Regions from separate parts of the Lactuca sativa genome. Here region 2 is linked to region 1. Evidence: chromatin contacts called from public Hi-C data. All regions are on one chromosome and are shown on one strand. Each heading gives the region's core, a stretch centred on a gene start, on an enhancer-like site or on the middle of the called end of the contact. The rest is flanking DNA. Distances are from core to core; before and after follow the strand shown. Region 1 holds the start of LOC111914360 (probable galactinol--sucrose galactosyltransferase 5). Region 2 holds the start of LOC111914359 (glycosyltransferase BC10).

What was found. Hi-C and Micro-C count contacts between places; a contact is called where the count stands out from the background.
Region 2: a contact with region 1 is called in a Hi-C map of leaf, with 6 times the contacts expected there. The contact joins the promoter of LOC111914359 here to the promoter of LOC111914360 in region 1. A contact is called at or near these places in 3 of 4 Hi-C or Micro-C datasets (bud, leaf and seed).

What each region holds. Positions count from the first base shown.
Region 1 is chr3:183,633,437-183,637,516 of Lsat_Salinas_v11, reverse strand. LOC111914360 (probable galactinol--sucrose galactosyltransferase 5) reads left to right here and starts at 2,294. Exons shown (of 4, transcript XM_023910115.2): 1 at 2,294-3,579; 2 at 3,794-3,971; 3 at 4,061-4,080. The coding sequence starts at 2,383. It overlaps LOC111914361, which reads right to left and starts at 2,332. Exons shown (of 2, transcript XM_042898754.2): 1 at 2,214-2,332; 2 at 1-1,466. The coding sequence starts at 2,321. The coding sequence ends at 945.
Region 2 is chr3:184,140,415-184,144,050 of Lsat_Salinas_v11, reverse strand. It overlaps LOC111914359 (glycosyltransferase BC10), which reads left to right and starts at 2,007. Exons shown (of 11, transcript XM_023910114.3): 1 at 2,007-2,694; 2 at 3,361-3,477; 3 at 3,570-3,636. The coding sequence starts at 2,458.

The sequences.
Region 1 (4,080 bases), core at 1,045-3,544:
GACGGAGTTAAGCGGAATGACCATTTGTTAAAAGTTTTGAAACCACAAGGAACATCTGTGAGGTTTTTTGAACTTAGGGACTAAACTTGATATTTTCAAAAACCACAGGGACCATTTTTGAAGTTTTGTCTAGAAAAAATGAAAAACAAACAATAAACATACAAAAACATACAACACAAATCAACCCTGTCGAGGTTTAGTCGAGGCAGTGCCCTCAACATCACCGTCTGAAACAAGATCCTCCACTTCATAGCATAGTTGGCGAAGCTTAGCAAGGCCGAGCTCGCTCAAACGGAGATAGGACGCGAAGTCCATCTCGGAAAAAGCCCTAATGGCATCATGCATTGCATCGACAGACCGTTCCGCAGCGTTCGAATCGAACGAGCTAGGACCGCTGTCATCCGACCACACTCATGTCATCCACTTCCCTCTCTCTACACCAGCAATCACACACACGGCTTTCACACAATGAATCCCAAGCGCGAACTCGCTACTCTCGACAACATGGTCCACCACACGAACCACCCCCTTCTGAAGAACCCAAGCTAAATCAGCCTCCAAGAATTTCCTCCTCGAGACCTAAGCGGCGAACTAATCTTCTGGTAGTGCCAAATGCTCCGCCAGTGCTTCTTTCTTCGAGACCAAATTCTGGACCTGCTGGGATAAGAGACTAACCTCCCCATCCAGAGTCGCCACTTGAGCTTCTACATCAATCTTCTCCTCAGAAAGCACGAGGTAGCGTTCATCAAACTTGCGTTGCTCCTCTTCGATAAGCCAAACCTTCTTTGCAAGCTCGTCATGCTCTGAATTAATAGCAGCCAACTCCGCTAAATCGGCCCCTATGTAACGAAGACGACCAGCAGCCGCCACCAAGTAAGGAGCAACCTGAGCTATGACATATTGAAGATCGTTCGCCATGTGAGAATAAGAAAGAGCCTCGAGGGCTACAGGGTAGCCGAAGGAAACGCATGTCGACACCACTCACGGGCGGGACCCTGTTCCAATAAAAGGGAATCTAACGTAAGGTTCCACCCTGGGAGATACACACCAAGAGCACTCAAAGACGAAGGACTCACCATCCGACGCAAACCTGCCGTCTCCATTGCTTGCGGGTCATCACCATAAGCAATCTCAATAACAATGAGTGACTTAGCGAGCAGAGGATCGATATTGCGTTTCCGACATAAACGTCGGTCAATAATATTGCCACCGATATCCTCCTCAAGAGTAGAATCCACAGCAGCAGACCAACGTTGGGAGACGACTTGACCGCTAGCCACACTTGTTCCCCTGATCGGAGAAGCAGCCTTGACCCCTGCCTCGATAGGAGGGACATCGCCCTTAAAAACCGGGCCAACTTTGGCTGGATCCGGTAGCGTCTCCACTTGAGGGACTTCGTGATACTGAAGATCCCCTTCAAAAAAACCTTCGTAACACCTGTTCAAGAGGCAAAAGTCTCTCACTACCTACAACGACAACAACACCAAACCCCCTCCTATATTATTATTAATAAAACATTAAATTAAATAGAAAAATATATCAAAATATATCAAAGAACATTTTAGTCTTTTCATTTGTCTAAGAAATCAAAACCACACATAAACTAACTTAAAAAGACGATAAATCCAAAAATATAATAGTTTAGACTAAATTCTGAAAAAATATATATACAGGAACACAGTTTTGTCTTAAATAAATATATTGTGCTATCATGTCCGTAGACTTGATCAACATGAAAATATCCTAGTCTAATCTTTAAATTTGTAGATGTTTATGATCAACATGTTGGTTGTCTTTTAGCTATGATATTTGGATCTGGCGGAGTAAATCTTGATATCCGAGTCTATTTTTACAATACTTTGTTACCGTAGTAATCTTTTTCTTGAATAAAGCAAAAAAAAATATTAAAAATACATTTTGAACAACTATCTTCATCATTTTGAACACGTTATATTTATTTGTCATATTTCTTTAAATATATCATTCTATTCATCCATTTTTTTCGTTATAAATCAAACATCAAACATAATAAATAAATTGATGCATTCATAAATGAGAAAATCGAACTTACATCTGTATAGATACGTCGTGACACGTATCATGGAAATATTTTTGAACTTTTGACTAAGCTTTTATATTTTAAATAAATTGCTCAAATATATTATTAACGTATGAAGTAAAATAAACATAAATAAAAATAGAAACAATCTTACCGACCATGTGGACCTTCTCTGGAACCTGCCCCGTATGCACAGCAATTCCCCTATAAATTCCCCACTAACCACCACCAACATCCACATTGAATTATAACACAGATCCATTCACTTTCCTACAAATACACCCTCTTCAAATCCTATCTTAGTTTTCCCAAATTTCATCTAAATGACACCTACTTTATTCAAGATTGAATCCGATGATACCGACATGTTGGATGATGTTCATCCTACGCCTATGGTGAAACTGGTTGGATCAAATTTCATGGCTAACGACCATGTCATTTTATCTGACGTCCCATCGAATATTACTACTTGTTATACAGCTTCAAATGGTTGTTTTGTTGGTTTTGATGCTTCCGAATCGAATAGCCGACACGTGGTTCCAATTGGGAAGCTTAGTGGCATTCGGTTCATGAGTATTTTCCGGTTTAAAGTCTGGTGGTCTACTCACTGGGTTGGTTCAAACGGTCGAGACCTCGAGCAGGAGACACAGATGGTCATGCTTGAGAAGTCTGACTCTGGTCGTCCGTATGTTTTTATACTTCCAATACTGGAAGGTCCTTTCCGGGCTTCTATCCAGCCCGGAAATGACGATTTGGTTGATGTTTGTGTGGAGAGTGGGTCCACAAAAGTATCTGACACTTCTTTCAAAAGTGTCATTTACATGGAAGCATGGTATGACCCCTATGCCCTTGTTAAAAAAGCAATGAGAGTTGTTCAAGAGCATCTTGGTACGTTTAAGCTATTAGAGGATAAGACGCCACCTGGCATTGTCGACAAGTTTGGATGGTGTACATGGGACGCGTTTTATCTAACCGTGGAACCTCAAGGTGTCTTCGAAGGTGTGAAAGCCCTTGTCGAAGGTGGGTGCCCACCTGGGCTCGTTTTGCTTGATGACGGGTGGCAATCCATTAGTCACGACGACGATCCAGTTGATTCTGAAGGTATGAACCGAACAGCTGCAGGGGAGCAAATGCCCTGCAGACTGACTAAATTTGTAGAAAATTATAAGTTTCGGGACTATAAGAGTCCGAAACCAGAAAACCCTAACACAGGCATGGGGGCCTTTGTTAGAGATTTAAAGGAAGACTTTAAAAGTGTAGATTATGTTTATGTGTGGCATGCTCTTTGTGGATATTGGGGTGGTGTAAGGCCCAATACCCCTGGGCTTCCAGAATCTAGTGTGGTGCAACCCATGTTATCGCCTGGACTCAAGAAGACGATGGAAGATCTAGCCGTTGATAAAATCGTTAATAACGGAGTTGGGTTGGTCCCACCGGAGAAAGTTAATGAGCTGTACGAAGGTCTACACTCTCACTTGGCATCTGTCGGCATTGATGGAGTCAAAGTTGACGTCATCCATGTATGTTTCTTCCTACCATTTTATTATATTTTGTTTTAATTTTTCGTTGAAAAGTATTTTCTCATATCAACCAACATATACACTATAAAGGATAAATATGTAAGTTTTACAATATTTTTCTAATTAACCATATTATAAAAAAAAATCATTTTTCTTATGTCGAGATAATTTAAAATATTTGATATGAATATTGTTTACCTGATTTTACCCATAGTTATTGGAGATGTTAAGTGAGGATTACGGTGGAAGAGTAGAGCTAGCAAAGGCATACTTCAAAGCATTGACATCTTCGGTGAAGAACCACTTCAAGGGCAATGGGGTAATTGCAAGTATGGAGCATTGTAACGACTTCATGTTCCTAGGCACCGAAGCCATTGCACTTGGTCGTGTTGGTATGTTGTTCACATTTTCATTTACACTGTTTAATAATAATTATAATAACGACTTGTGTCATACTTATTGACTTAAAACATTTTAATAGGTGACGATTTTTGGTGCACT
Region 2 (3,636 bases), core at 758-3,257, 510 kb before region 1:
TCACGAATGACACTTACTTTTTTTGATATCATGCATTTCACAAACTCCGATTGTCCTATTTCACGGTCTATGCTTGGTATCTTAGTCTTCTCGTTGAAAGAGAATATGAGTATTAGCTATTGAATTTAAATAGGTTGCTTTAGGAAATGAAAATCACGAATTCATAATCAATAATTTACGAAGTCGGTGGTCATTTTATTGTAGTTTTTTAATATGAGGTTAATGAGAATAACAAGTAAGGGAAATAATGAACTCATAATAAAAACTAGCAAGTTTCTAGCTATCATTGTTAAAAAATACATGAAATGATTGTATGTTTTATATATGGTCTTAATTTAAAATAAAAAACAATATTATAATATTTGGAAGGGGGAATTTTGTTTGATATTTGGAAGGGGGAATTTTGTTTGATTAGGGGATGAGACGCTGCACTTGACACCCATTAACATCCACCAAATAAAAGCAAACAGATATATTTATTTTATAGATATTTATTTTAAGACATATTAAAGTATTGAGTAAACTATAAATTTAGACAATGTGGTTTACAATTTTATATCGAGCGAGTCGTTGAACTTTAAAAATTGCATCGAACGTATTAATTAGCTGGTTTCATTGTGGATTTAGTTCTTGTAAAACTTGAAATGTTTATTTTACCTTTTTTAATTTATTTTTCCTATTATTTTTAACTCTTAAATAAAAATAAACAAATCCACCTCACCGCATCCTACCCTATACCATCCCTCAATTCTTTTTATCCATCATAAAACCTAAATCAACAACACATCACCGGTGAATTCATTGTCCTCCACCCACCAAATTGGTGGCCACCATCAACACCTCTACTCGAGTAGGCAAAGCTCTTCTTCCTTTTCTCACACATCGTTATCGAAGGTCTTCTCCCTTCAATTGTGTTCAACAAAAACTTCTCCTGTGATTCCCCTCTCTTTCAGCTCCAATGATAAACACATCCGATGATAAATACTTTCAGTGACAAACACTATTCACCCTTCTACTTCGTTTAACAAAAACCTAGAAATCAGAGTTATATCGACCAGATCAGATCATATCTGTACATCTAAAGTCATTCACGCTATTTTCATCGTAGATGATAAAGTTAATCATATGAGTATCTTCCCAAAGACGTGAAAATCAATCATTCTCCATAGTTTCCCGGTTTGCTTTTAGGTTACATGTCTGGTTATATGTGTTTAGTTTGGTTACTGGTCTGCTTTTTTATTTTATTTTGATTACAAGCCTGTATTTTGGTTTTGATTGCGGACATGCCTAATTTTTATAACTGTTCAAATCGAATTTTGATTTTTGATAAGTACATGTCTAATTAGTATAGGTATGACTTTTTGTTTTTTTTGAGTACAATTCCAATTTCAATTAAGTATATATATGATTTTTGGTGTTGATTGTACACAGTTCTGATGTTGGTCACCTGGGTTTTGTTTTATGAATACCAAAACATGATTCGATTATTAAAGATGAATTCACACATCGGTTATAGAAGGATTGAGACATAAATAAGAAATTTTGTCGATAGGTGGTGGTTGTTGAGGATAACAAAGGAAGCGAGGATACCGAAAGACTGGGAGAGATGGGAGATGCATGGTGCAGTTAAGGTGGTAATAGGGGGTGACCGGTGGTTTGGTGCTGGTGTTATTTTTCTGTAGAGGCTAAATGAGGAAAATGAAGACGTGAAGTTTGGGGGAGGGGGAATTTTATTTTTATTTTTAAAAATAAAAAAGATAAAAGAATTAAAAATAATAGGAGAAGAAAAATTAAAAGGGTAAAATAGATATTTCAAGTCTTACAGGGATTAAATCCATTATGAAACCTGTTGATTAGGATGTCCTATGCAAAATTTGAAAGTTCAGGGACCCAATCCATATAAAATCGTAAACCATGGGGATCAAATTTGCATTTTACTCTAAAATATTTAATGATATGATATTAAATAAGTTTATAATTTAATCAAACACTTATACCTAAAAGTACCCTGACAATACCCACAAGGTCTTTGTTCTTTTTAAGTTAAAAGCGATTTCGGTTCGCTCGATTAAGACGGGTCACGAACCCAACGCCCATGAGCTTGGTTGGTTTCCATTGATGGCGTCTGGTGGTGGTCTTCAATAAGGTCCACTAGCGTCTCCAATATTCCATCTCAACGACTCGCTGACGCTCAACTCACGAGCTTTTTGCTAGATTTCACGATCTTCATTTCTGCCGCCATTGGTGCAGTTTTCCACGGATTTCAACTTGCCCAATTGGAGAGCTTGTAGTCCTAGATCTTGATCTTGGTTGAATTTCGGAATCTCGAGAAAAAGTTCATTACTTGGAGACTGAAAGTGAGTGCGTAGATATTTTTGGTGGCTTGAAGTTTGAAATGGTGGGAGAAGGACGTTGATTGACTGAGAGTTGAGTTGTTGAAGCTATTGCTGTTGTTCAATGAAGCGGAAGCCAATTTCGCCTAAGTTATTGATACGGCATAAATGGAAGACGAAGATCTTTGCACTGCTTTTAGTGGGATTTTGTTTCTCCACGTTTTTGTTAATGGAGGCACAGTACAGTCGAATTGGTGCTTCTTCGATCTTTCCTCTGTTCGTTCAAAAACCTAAAATTGCGTTCTTGTTCCTAGCACGAAATCGGCTTCCGCTAGACCTAGTCTGGGATGAATTCTTTCAGGTACGTTAATTATTAACATCTCGATTAACTACATTTCTTCATTCATGTAAGAATGTAGCTCTATCTTCAATTTGAAAATCACATGCTCTGTAATTCACCCACTTACTCCTTTTGTTCGAGATTAAAATTTCTGAGTTTTGCAGACAATTATTACCTGAGAAAATTCTGAACTCTATTAATAGTTGTATGTAATGAAATTAAATGAATGTTTATCTCTTTGAATTATAAAATTTCACAAATTTACTTCCATGAACAAAAAAAGACACCTGTTCTTTACGAACAGAGGTATTGCGCCATTTTGCTCTTAGATTTTGACAATTTTGTCTTATTGTTGTTTATGAATCTGTTTGTATCTGCAACTGTGGCATTTATGAGTCTGTATCTGCAATAGGTTGAAAAACTTCAGTGAATTGCATATAAACTTTCTATTTTTGGAATATCGATAGTAGACTTTATCCCAATTGGACCAAATTCGGATTTATTTTTGTCAATTTTCAAGCTAAATTACCTATTTATACAAATAATCGATTCATAACAACCATTAATGTTAATCTCTCATGATCCATGATATTCATTCAATCATTCTCGAAGGGTATTATAGGGAATTAGGATACAATTATACAAATGTTATGTTCTTACACTCAAGAAAATTTCCCTAATTTGTAGGGAGAGAATGAAAATCGGTTTTCAATTTACGTCCATTCAAGACCTGGTTTCCTACTTAACAGATTAACAACAAGATCCAATTACTTTTTAAATCGCCAAATCAATAATAGCATACAGGTTCTTCTTCTTCTTCTTCTTCCTCAATTTCTTGTTAATGTAACAATTAATTTAAGGGTTTGAAAGGCTTCAAAGTATACATGTGTTTGTAGATATATTGGGGAGAAGCAAGTATGATACAAGCAGAGATTATTCTACTTCAACATGCACTCATGGATC